Linked DNA regions of Mus musculus: all the other regions are linked to region 2. A link is a contact called in public promoter capture Hi-C data. All regions are on one chromosome and are shown on one strand. Each heading gives the region's core, a stretch centred on a gene start, on an enhancer-like site or on the middle of the called end of the contact. The rest is flanking DNA. Distances are from core to core; before and after follow the strand shown.

Region 1 (3,791 bases), core at 290-2,789, 290 kb before region 2:
ATGGAGCCAGGAGTGACTTTCCTTGAAGGAGACAATCAGGCAGATGTCTCTATGTTTTGTTCACCACTGCCTCTAGACCTGTAACAAGGGCCTAGATGTGAGAAAGTGAGGTCCTCAGGGAGGTGGAGGACACCAAGAAAGAACTTAAGAGATTTGCTAATTTCATTCAAGCAGCGGTCTGAGCATAGGTAATGGTGGACAGAACATGAACCTGGATCAGGCTGAGTTTATCAGTATGGGCCCTCTATGCAGAGATTCTAGGTTTAATATCGAAGCTCAGTATTAAAAGGTGCCAAGAGTTGATTTGATTGGTTGGCCCAGAGATGATAGCCTACTGAGGAGGAACTGGAGGAGCTTGGTATCTTTTGACTAAGTGTTGAGAAAAGGATTCTAAGGCTCAAATAAATTGAAGTGTTGGAAGTGGCTTTGTTGTTTAAAACCTAGTCCTCTACGGGTGTGGAGGCTTAATCTCAGCACTCAGGAGGTGGAACTCTGCGAGCCCAAGGCCAGCCTAGTCTACAAAGCCAGTCTTCCAGGAAAGCCAGGGTAGTTATACAGAGAAACCCTGTCTTAAAAACAAACAAATAAAACCAAAGAACTCTAGTCCTCCACAAGGCAGAGCTCTGAAGACATACTCTTCTTAATACCATCAAAGGTTTGTTTTTCTAGTTAGACCCCAAGAATAGCAGGGGCCAAAGGGACAGCACTAGTCACCAAAGGCAAGGTACAAGGAAAGGACTGTTTTCTTTTGTTTTTTTAAGATTTATTTTAAGCTGGCGATGGTGGCGCATGCCTTTAGACGAGGCCAGCCTGGTCTACAGAGTGAGTTCCAGGACAGCCAGGGCTATACAGAGAAACCCTGTCTCGAGAAACCAAAAAAAAAAAAAAAAAAGATTTTATTTTATATAGATATAGAACTACACTGTGGCTGTCTTCAGACACACCAGAAGAGGGCATCAGATCCCATTACAGATGGTTGTGAGCCACCATGTGGTTGCTGGGAATTAAACTCAGGACCTCTGGAAGAGCAATCAGTGCTCTTAACCTCTAAGCCTTCTCTCCAGCCTCCACATTTATAAACTTTTATAAAGGAGCTTTTATAAAGGAAAAGATTGGGGCTGACTTACAGTTTCAAGAGTTTAGTCCATATGGCAGGAAGCATGGTGGCCGGCGTTTGGCAGATGTGGTACTAGAGGAGCTGAGGGGAGAGTTCTACAACCTTATCAAAGTTTGAGCACTTGCTGGGCGTGGTGGCGCACACCTTTAATCCCAGCACTTGAGAGGCAGAGGCAGGTGGATTTCTGAGTTCGAGGCCAGCCTGGTCTACAGAGTGAGTTCCAGGACAGCCAGGGCTACACAGAGAAACCCTGTCTCGAAAAAAACAAAACAAAACAAAACAAAAACAAAAACAAAAACAAACAAACAAACAAAAAAAAGCATTTGAGACCTCAAAACTTGCCCCTACAGCAACATCTTCACCCAAGATGCCACACCTATATTGGGTGGTGGTTTGTGCACTGTGTATTCAGATGCTGATTGCTGTGCACAGAGCTCCCCGGGCAGTCCAGAGATGAGCATTGTCATGCTATTTGGAGCATCTCCAGTCTCAGGAATGTGTAAAGATTCTTTTCCACAGCTCGTATTGATTAATAAAGAGGTGATTTTGCTTATAGCTGGGCAGGACATCCCATCCCAGTCTGGGGGTCCCAAGCCAAAAGAGGGGGGAAGGAAGAGAAAGGAGAGAGGAAGAAGAGAAAGAGGGACAAGTTGAACTCACCTTGAGGTGCAATGAGAGAGCAGCCATGAGGACACAGGGAATAGAGCAAGGTGGGGAAAGCCTCCGATGTGGGTAAAGGGCCATGTGGCTGGGAAGTAGGCAGCCTCAGAGGATTAGAATAGAGGAGAATCTGCCCAGCAGAGTGCCTACAGCTTGTTAATAAATTTATTACGTTCCTGTGTCATTTATTCAGGAGCTAAAATGGGCTAGAGCACGTGCACTAAAACCCCATCCTTACTCCAGAGCAAAAGTGGGGAAGACAAGCCCCCAGAATTACTATGCTACACACCTACTCTAACAAAACCACACCTCTTAGTAGTGCCACTCCCTATGGGCACATGGGGGCCATTTTTATTCAAATTGCCACAGAGATGAACCCCAGAGCCTAGACTCCCTAGTCCCCCCCAAATTTAACAAACTTCAAGTAGTATGGTATACCACATTATCATGAAACAAAACCCCACAACATTACAGTCCCCACATCTTGATAAAAAACACAGAATGATTAAAGCAACTTAAAATTTTGGGATATATACTCATAAGGAGCTAAGAGTACCCCAGTTCTAGGATACTGTCTATCTTAGTTGGAATTACTATTACTCTGATGAAACACCATGACCAAAAGCAACTTTGGGAGGAAAGGGTTTGACTTACACTTCCACATCACTGCTCATCATTGAAGGAAGTCAGGACAGGAACTCAAACTGGGCAAGAGCTGATGTAGAAGCCATGGAGAGGTGCTGCTTACTAGCTTGCTCCTTACTGCTTACTGTTGCTCAGACTGCTTTCTTATAAACCCAGGACCAGTAGCCGAAGAATGTCCCCACTAACAGTGAGCCCTCCCTCATTAATCATTAATTAATTTCTTAATTAAGAAAATGTCCTATCGCCGGTGGTGGTGGTGGTGGCGCACGCCTTTGATCCCAGCACTTGGGAGGCAGAGGCAGGCGGATTTCTGAGTTCAAGGCCAGCCTGGTCTACAAAGTGAGTTCCAGGACAGCCAGGGCTACACAGAGAAACCCTGTCTCAAAAAACCAAAAAAAAAAAAAAAAAGAAAGAAAGAAAGAAAAGAAAAAAGAAAATGCCCTATCAATTTACTTACACTCTGATCTTCTAGAGGCATTTTCTCAAATCTGTAACTTCAACCCTTATTTTTTTAAAGACATATTTATTTATTATATATACAATGTTCTGTATGCATGTATGCTTGCACACTAGAAGAGGGTAATAGATCTCACTATAAATGGTCGTGAGCCACCATGTGATTGCTGGGAATTGAACTCAAGTCAGTGTTCTTAACTGCTGAGCCATCTCTCCAGCCCTCAACCCTTATTTTTAATGATGGTTCTCAGACACTTTAACCTCCCTTGTAGTCCACCACCAACCAGAGGTAATGGGAAAGAAAGGATATGGGGAAAGTGGACCTGTTTAGAAATGGCTCTTTGGAGCAACTTCCATCTGTGTTGTCGGAAAATCAGTAGTTCAGTTCCCAGGTTAGCAGCAGCAGCAGCAGCGTGATCCACTCGCAAACACTTCACAGATACACCAGCAGTCCAGTACGGTAGAGTCGGTACAGCAAACAGGAATCAGCAGCGGGTGGCACTAGCTAGCAGAGCCAGCCAGGCCTCAGCCTCGGCACAAGTCAGCAAGAGGGATCTGGAGGAACGCTGGGAGTTCTTAGCTGTACCTCTCTCAGAGAAGTGAAGAGCAGCAAAGACAAGAAAGAGATCAACAAGTGGTGCGCAGCTAGCTCTATAAGCAAACCTAGCTCAGCCTCTTTCACGGGCTGTGGAGTCCTTTTTATACTGCCTCCAAACAACACGTGTCCTCCAAGGGTCTTGCCTCAGCACCTGAGTCCATCTCTGTCTCAGCTGACATCACTCTGCCAATGAACCCGAGTTCGAGGAAGCAGCTAGAAGCCAAAGCACACCACCAGAAGTGTTTTCCAAAGCACACCACCAGAAGTGTTTTTGGTGCATTTCTCTCTATGGAGCCCTGACTAATGGAGCTCAAC
Region 2 (4,084 bases), core at 775-3,274:
CATAAAAACAAACAAACAAACAAACAAACCAACCAAAAAACCCATAGGAGCTAGGACTTGCACTAGAGCAGCAAAGCAATATCCATCCCTCCTTTCAACTGTGCCCATTACTGCGATGATCAAGGCTGTTATAAGCAATCCACGATAGTTGTGCTCAGTCCTCCCTGTTAGGGAGAAAGGACCCTAGTGTCCCGGCAAAACACGCACGAGGGTGAATATACATCCTTACTAGATGAGGATAGCTCCGTGGTACAGCTCTTGTCTAGCAAGTGCGAAGCCCTGGGTTCCACCCACCGCATCCCCAAATAATATGCACCCTTGAATTCAGTCAAGTTTAGAATCCACTAAGCTTGTGACTCCGCTCAGTACAAAGTCTTTCCCCTCCCCAGCGATGGTCTTCCTTCCTCTCCTTGCGCAGATGGGGCTCTAAAGCCACCCAGGAAGTCGGGAAGAGGAAGCTCCGAGAGTAGCTGAGTTCAGCACAATCCCAGGCAGAGAGGAGGCAGCCCCCCTCCCATACTCACACACACCACTGCACGTTAAGTTGAAAAAGGTGGGGGCTGGAGAGGGCAGGGCTATGGACAAGGAAGGCCTGGAGCTTCAAAGCAAGGCTGATGGAGGTGAGAGGAGCCGAAAAGGAGAGACTGAGGACCCACCCAGACGGGAATGGTGCAATCGGTACTCACTCCAGCTCTAGAGACTGATTCAAGATTACACCCGGGAACTGAGAGACCGGCTGGGAGGGCGAAATAAAAGGAAGAGGGGGTGTGTGGGTAGGGAGTGGGCAGGGCCGGCTTGGCTGCAAGGCTAGGGCGAGTGGCAACAGAAACAAGACCCTCCTCTGGGCTTCCATATAAGGCTCTAGGCCTCCCCCCAACCCCCCACGCCTAAAAAGTGAACTGTATCTTTCCAGTGTGCCCTGCCGCATCACATTTTATCACCCATTGGATAAGACAAGAGGGGTTTCCACTATCTCGGCCTTTCTGTACAGACGCCAGCTGAGCGGGGTAGCAACAGTGAACCGATTGGGCCCAGCAAGTTGCTTCGCTCAATTATTCACACACACTCCCGGCAGATCGGAGACCTCCCCCTAACTCCTTTAGACTCGTGCTATTCCCAAAAACACAGCACCGGCTACTGGGAATCACTAGGTGCCCCAAATAACACCTCTGCCTCCCTGAATTTTCCCCCCACACACACTAAAAGGGGGAGGGGGGAAACCCCAGGATTTCCTTAAAATCAGTGCCTCACCTGACAGTATGTATGCCCTCACATTCATCCCTCCGCGACCGAGTCAACAATCCCCAATTCAGCTTTTAATCAGTTTCCAAGTTCAACTACAGCAAACCAGTTTCTGTATACTCCACGATCTGCCCCGCTAGACCCAGCAAAGACACCCCCCCAAATATGACTCTGCCCTCCTCACGCACTCCCACTACTCCTGTAAGCGTCTATCCAAGCAGATCAGTACCAGATTTCTGAGGCGCCCACCCAAGATGGGCACTCCGACGTCCTTCAAGCCTAGGCCAAGAGTCTCCAACCCCAGTCGAGGACCCCCCGTGTCCTGAGATGAGTCCCCGGGGAACCTCAGTTGTCACTCCCGGCCCCAGAGGTGGCCCCGCACCTGAGCAGCTGGGCCGACTCAGCTGGCCTGCGCTCTTCCAATAGCAGGAACACGGCTCGAGGGCCCTCCGCGCTGGCCTCTACGGCGTCCCGAGCTGGCTCGGCTGCATGAGACATGACGCCCGGCTCCGGGCGAGCCCTGCCAGGCCGGTCGGGCCTTGGCCCGGTCCCCCTAACAAAATAAGAGTCCCCCTCCCCCTGTTTGCCGCTGCCTCCTCCGTTAAGCCATGGAGCTAGCACTGCGTGGGCGGGCGGCGTCGGGAAGATGGGATGGGCCGTGAGTCATCACCCGCCCTGAACGGACCGACACCCCCCAACCTAACCCCGAACGACCGCTCGCCTCCCTCTCGTCCTCTTCCCCCTCCTCCTTGGGCTGGGGAAACTCCACAGGAAGTGACCACACTGGGGATGGAAGTCTGGTTGGGCCATACCTCCTGAGCAAGGCAGCCAGTTGCAGCCGGGAGATTGGAGAGCCCGCCCTAAGCCACGACTTCGAGCGGTAGGGAACACCGGCTTCGGCCCGCCCTTCGGAAAAGGGCCTTTAGGCCACGCCCCGGGAGGCGGAAGCAAATAGGAGAGGAGTGATTTGGTTGAGCCACGCCTTCATTTTTACGTAGCTTCCTGAGCCACACCCCCTCCCTCAAATTATCCACACCATCCTCATGCCCCCCAGCCCCAATCCCCATCCCCAGCAAGATATTAAGCTGAGTCTTGGGTTTTCTGCACCTGCGTGGAAAGTCTCCATGCCAAGGTTTTTTTTTTTTTTTTTTTTTTTTTTTAGCGGAACCATGCCGGCTCTTAGCCCTGGATCTTCCCAGCCCGCACCCCAACTTCTTGGTACCCATGTCTTCTCAAGCCACTTTGAGTGAGGCACCGACATTCCTTAAAGGTGGTGCTGAAACCCTGCCCTTTTGGTACCCACAGTCCAGCCACGGAGCTGGTCTTCCAGAAAGAGCTCAGCCTTTTTTGTTGTTATCTAAAGTATTTGTTGTACTATGATCGTTGTACTACGCAATAGACGGTCAATGAAGCTTTTGACAGATGGATGAATGAGTGGACGGATGGTAATTAGATCTGGTTTCCAGAGAATGACTTCTATAATCAAAATGAACTATTTGAATAATGCAGAAGACCTGCTCCACTCTGCGCCTCCACGTTCCTGCCCTGGCAAATGGGGCCATAAACTGTGTTGGCAAAGTTATGAGGATAAGAGATATATAAATAAGGAAAAAGGCAGGCAAGCTGTTTTGCATACAAGAAATTTCCCAACCTTAATCGATTTGCTCACTTGTTTGCTTGATCAATCATTTAGGAGGAGCCTGTGTGCGGCAGATAAATGCAGGGTGACGCAGACACAGAAGTTCCACTGACACCAACAGGTACACGTAGTTCATAAAACACCAGAGCCCACCACTTCTCCCATCCTACTTCCCAGCATCCTGAGACCATCAGTTGGAGCAGGAGAAAATTTATGACAGCGGGTGTGGGAGTATGGTGGGACAACTCTGTCATCACAGGAGGAGGGACATGAACAGCAGAGAATTTGTTGGTCCAGATCATCCTTAGCTACACAGTGAGTTGCAGAATGGTCTGAGATACGAGTACTCCTGGAAGAAAAAGCAAGGATGCAGGCTGATGAGATGGCTCAGCGGGTAAGAGCACCCGACTGCTCTTCCGAAGGTCCTGAGTTCAAATCCCAGCAACCACATGGTGGCTTACAACCATCCGTAGTGAGATCTGACTCCCTCTTCTGGGGTGTCTGAAGACAGCTATGGTGTACTTACATAGAATAAATAAATAAATAAATAAATAAATAAATAAATAAATAAATAAATAAAAGCAAGGATGCTCACTGGGCTTGCACTAGAGCTAATCTCACTCCCTTGGCTTTGTAAATATGCACATTTCTGCACAGACATGACCACCTCACAATGGGGACCCTTTACAGAAGAAAGGTTATAGTTTTAAGTTACTTTTGAAGGCTTCAAGACAGGAGCTACTTTTGTAGTTCCCGCTGGCCTGGAACTCACTACAGAAAACCACATTGGCCTTGATTTCTCAGAAATCTCCCCTCTTCTAAACCCCCAACCCCCAGAGAAGGGATTGAAGGCCATCCACCCCCAACACTACTCCAGGCTACTATTTTTTTTAAGATTTATTTATTTATTTTATTTATATGAGTACACTGCAGCTGTCTTCAGATACCTGAGAAGAAGGCATCGGGTCCCATTACAGATGGTTGTGAGCCACCATGTGGTTGCTGGGATTTGAACTCAGGACCTCTGGAAGAGCAATCAGTGCCCTTAACTGCCGAGCCACCTCTCCAGTCCGTATTTTTTTTTTAATATTTATGTATCCATCTATTTTTCTAGGGTATGTGTGTGTGTGCCTGCCTGTATGTATGTGTACCACATGCATGTAAGAGCCTGCGGAGGTCAGAAGAGGGCACTGGGTACCCTGA
Region 3 (3,908 bases), core at 465-2,964, 330 kb before region 2:
TTGTGCCTGCAGGCATAGACAGTCAAGTTCCAGGCAGCCCCGAGGACATCCAATTCAAAGGTTTGTACCCACATCTGAAAGCTGCTTAGGCATGTCAAACTGCTGTCCCTACCCCTGGTACCCTCCTTCCCAACTGGCCAGCCTCCTCCCTTAGGCAATGGGATCAGAAGGCATGAGGGTACAGCTCAGAGTTAGAGCACGTACTTACCATGGTCAAGGCCCGGGAGCCAATCCTTATCACCAAAAGTGGAGACAACTAAGCCTTCAAAGGTTCCCTACTTTCATAAAGTCCCAACATAATAAAAAAATCAATCAAGATGTTGTTTTAGTATTTATTTATTTATACTGTCAAGTCCTTCCTTCCCGAATGAGATTGAAAAGAAAGTAATTAGGGCCAGGCATGGTGATACAGGCCTTTAATCCCAGCACTCAGAAGGCAGAGGCAGATGGATCTCTGTGAGTTCAAGGCCAGCCTGGTCTATAGAGTGAGTTTTAGGACAGCCAGGGCTCTACACAGGGAAAACGTGTCTCAAAACAAACAAACAAACAAACAAACAAACAAAAGCAAAGCAAAGCAAAGCAAAACAAAACAAAAACCAAATAAAACAAAAACAAAAAACAAAAAAGGGGTGGGGGTCTGAGTTTAGGCTAGAGAGATTGTTGAGTGGTTAAGAGCACTGACTGCTCTTCCAGAGGACATAGGTTCAAATCCCAGAACACACATGGCAGCTCAGGACTGTCTGTAACTCTGACACCCTCACACAGACATACATGTAGGCAAAACACCAAGGCGCATAAAATAAAAATAAATTTTACAAAAGAAAGTAATTGGGGTCTGGAGAGATGGCTCAGTGATTAAGAGCACTGACTGTTCTTCCAGAGGTCCTGAGTTCAAATCCCAGAAACCACATGGTGGCTCACAGCATCTGTAATGAAGATCCAATGCCCTCTCCTGGTGTGTCTGAAGACAGCGACAGTGTACCCGCATACATGAAATAAATAAATGAAAAAGAAAGTAATTAGGGAGCTACAGGGGGCAAGAGTAAAAGATGGGGAAGTGAGTCATGGCCTTCTATATCATTGGCAACGTCCAAAGCTAGAGATTAGTTCATATGCCTTTTTTTTTTTTTTTTTTTTTTTTTTTTTGGTTTTTCGAGACAGGGTTTCTCTGTATAGCCCTGGCTGTCCTGGAACTCACTTTGTAGACCAGGCTGGCCTCGAACTCAGAAATCTGCCTGTCTCTGCCTCCTGAGTGCTGGGGTCAAAGGTGTGCGCCACCACGCCCGGCTCAATATGCCTTTAAAAGGAAAAGCTGTAATGCAATGGCCCTTTAGCACCTGGAGCCTTAGATTCAACCCCAGGCCAAGTCGGTGCTTTTGGAAGACGGAAGGAGGCTACACAGACTTGTGACTACTCTCTGCGTAGCTACCCTGAAGGAGAAGCTCTGCAGATGGCGTAGCTCTCCCTCAGTGTCCGACTAGAGCAAGGCTGATCTAAGCCTGTCAGAAGGAAATGGCCCCGCACAAAAAGGGAGAGGACGTTGGGAAGAAAGAAGAAAGGAAGATGCCCTGAGCTCATTACAAACTTGGATCTAGCCACGCAAATGGAGGAGGGCCCATGCCTGTCCTAGAGAGGAGAACAGGCCCTCTGGGGGGCCCTGGAGGACTTATTTCCCTTGTGGTTTATTGTACTTCCTGTTCCCCTGCTCACTGCGGAAGTTCCTCTTCTTACCCTGCACCCAGAGCTTAGCTGGAGAGGACTAAGGCAGAAGGCAGCATGAATAGTGGCCCTGGCCCTGTAGGAGGCAGGCCTGGGGGCCGAGGGGGACCAGCCGTTCAGCAGAACATTCCTTCCAACCTCCTCCAGGACCATGAAAACCAGAGACTCTTTGAGCTTCTTGGCCGAAAATGCTGGGTGAGTTGGGAGATCTCCTGGTCCTCCCAGTCTCCCTCCCTCTCCTCTTCTTCCTCTCTACTTCTTCTTCCCCGTTCTGCTTCCTCCTCTTACCCATATTTCCCTTCTCCTTGTTCCCATCATCCCTGTATCCCCCTTCTCCCCATCTCCTCTCCTCAGATTCACTCACTCCCCATTATCTTGATGTCTACTCCCCTTCCTCCTGGCTACAGCTCTTTCCCCAAGCTCATGAAAGCCACAGGCAGGCAAGGACCAGGCCTGGTGACCCATGAGCACACTGCACTGACCCCTGCTCTCCCCTCCTAGACACTGGCTACCACAGTTGTTCAGCTCTACCTGGCACTGCCCCCTGGAGCTGAGCACTGGACCATGGAACACTGCGGGGCTGTGTGCTTCGTGAAGGATAACCCTCAGAAGTCCTACTTCATCCGCCTTTATGGCCTACAGGTGACCCCATGCCCCACTGGACAGGAAAGCTAGTTCCCAACTTACAAAACCAGTTTTTGTCCACAGCTCCAAGCCTTCACTCATATCAGTGACCCCCTGAGCTCCAGAACCAAAGACCAATACAGATCCCAAGTTGTGTTTTTCTCATTCTGAGTCTAAGAAGACGGACCTCAGAAGGTTTATATCAAGACTTAGATCTGCTCCACAAATACCTGAGCCTCAGCCTCAAATATGTTCTAAATCATGTTGAATACTCTTAGAACTGGAATCTTAAATTCACAACGTGGAGCCTTCAACTCCTACATATAGGCTTTGGCTCCCAAACCCATATCTCTCATATCGGTGTCTGACTCTCAGACACCTAGAACCCAAACTCTGATAGTGAGCTGAAGCTGAAGAGCTTTAAATAAAACCCCGGGACACCAAACCTGGACACCATGCTCCAGTGGTCTGCCACCCAAGATGCCTGGATTTCAGCATGCACCTCCCCCCACTTTCCAGGCTGGTCGGCTACTCTGGGAACAGGAGCTGTACTCTCAGCTGGTTTATCTCACTCCCACCCCGTTCTTCCACACTTTTGCTGGAGATGTAAGTGAGCAGCTTGTGCATCCTTGCGCTGCAGTTGGGGGGGATGGGGAGGAGATGAGAAAGTCCCGGGGATGTGGGGGGCGTACTAGAAGTTTGCTGACCCCAAGGCATGTATAGGACTGTCAAGTAGGACTGAACTTTGCGGATGAGAGTGAAGCCCAGGCCTTCCGGGCCTTGGTGCAGGAGAAGATACAAAAAAGGAATCAGAGGCAAAGCGGAGGTAAGGAGGCCTTGGTGGGAATTGGGGGGAGGTAGGTTAGACAGAGGTGAGTGCACGGGTGTGAGGCTGGAAAAGCCCCTCTCATGGTTTTGGCTCTCAGTCCACCCTATTTAACCACAGAAAGACGCCAGCTACCACCACCACCAGCACCAATCAATGAGGGTGAGTCCTCTCGTTCAAATAAAGGTTATGAAGAACTAACCCAGAGATGTGGGGGAGCAAGATTAGGGCAGATCTGAACTCATTCCATTTTTCCAGAGAGAAGAGGAGGGCTCCCACCTGTGCCCCCACACCCGGGTGGAGATCATGGGGGTAAGTGGCAATTCTCACATCACTGGAGAGATGGTGGGGGTTAGTAGATGAATGAGTACTTGAGTCTGTCTGTAAATTCATAAAGAGGTGGATGGTGGGTGGACAGATGAGCACGGTGATAGATTGGTGGCAGACATGGCTAAATTGGGAGATGGACTGATGATGGCTTATAGATAAATAGGTACATGAGTATTTGGGTAAATGGATGAAAACTTACTTGCATTTAAGTAATGAATAGGTGGTTCAGAGAATTCATGAATGGGCATGTAAACAGATGAACAGTGGACAAAGAGGGCCGCTGAGATGGAACAGCGCTTGCCACCAAGCCTAGACACCATCGTTCTAGCCCCAGAATCCACATAAAGATAGGAAAGAAACAATTCCACAAAGTTGTCCTCTGACCTCCACACATGTGCCTTGCACGCAC

The links. Promoter capture Hi-C pulls out the DNA fragments that hold promoters and counts their contacts.
Region 1: a promoter capture Hi-C map of embryonic stem cells shows a contact between it and region 2. The contact joins the enhancer-like site here to the promoter of Tfe3 in region 2. A contact is called at or near these places in 6 of 39 promoter capture datasets (the HPC-7 cell line, embryonic stem cells, hematopoietic stem and progenitor cells and 2 more), 3 of 115 datasets of contacts at active chromatin or transcription factors (all in embryonic stem cells) and 3 of 9 other capture datasets (adipose tissue, embryonic stem cells and pancreatic islet).
Region 3: a contact with region 2 is called in a promoter capture Hi-C map of pre-B cells. The contact joins the promoter of Was here to the promoter of Tfe3 in region 2. A contact is called at or near these places in 18 of 39 promoter capture datasets (3T3-L1-derived adipocytes, the C10 cell line, the HPC-7 cell line and 11 more), 1 of 484 Hi-C or Micro-C datasets (embryonic stem cells), 7 of 115 datasets of contacts at active chromatin or transcription factors (bone marrow-derived dendritic cells, embryonic stem cells, extraembryonic endoderm stem cells and 2 more) and 4 of 9 other capture datasets (adipose tissue, embryonic stem cells, liver and 1 more).

The regions. Positions count from the first base shown.
Region 1 is chrX:8,048,994-8,052,784 of GRCm38.p6, reverse strand. No RefSeq gene overlaps it. Among named protein-coding and RNA genes, the nearest start is that of Suv39h1, 24 kb to the left of the region's middle. Within about 2 kb of position 1,539, at least 7 of the 459 cell types and tissues checked have an H3K27ac peak or open chromatin away from gene starts, as enhancers often do. A contact at or near this core is called in embryonic stem cells, where this site is marked.
Region 2 is chrX:7,760,601-7,764,684 of GRCm38.p6, reverse strand. Tfe3 (transcription factor E3) reads right to left here and starts at 2,024. Exons shown (of 10, transcript NM_172472.3): 1 at 1,625-2,024. The coding sequence starts at 1,740.
Region 3 is chrX:8,088,297-8,092,204 of GRCm38.p6, reverse strand. It overlaps Was (Wiskott-Aldrich syndrome), which reads left to right and starts at 1,714. Exons shown (of 12, transcript NM_009515.2): 1 at 1,714-1,914; 2 at 2,221-2,361; 3 at 2,863-2,949; 4 at 3,067-3,169; 5 at 3,290-3,331; 6 at 3,428-3,481. The coding sequence starts at 1,777.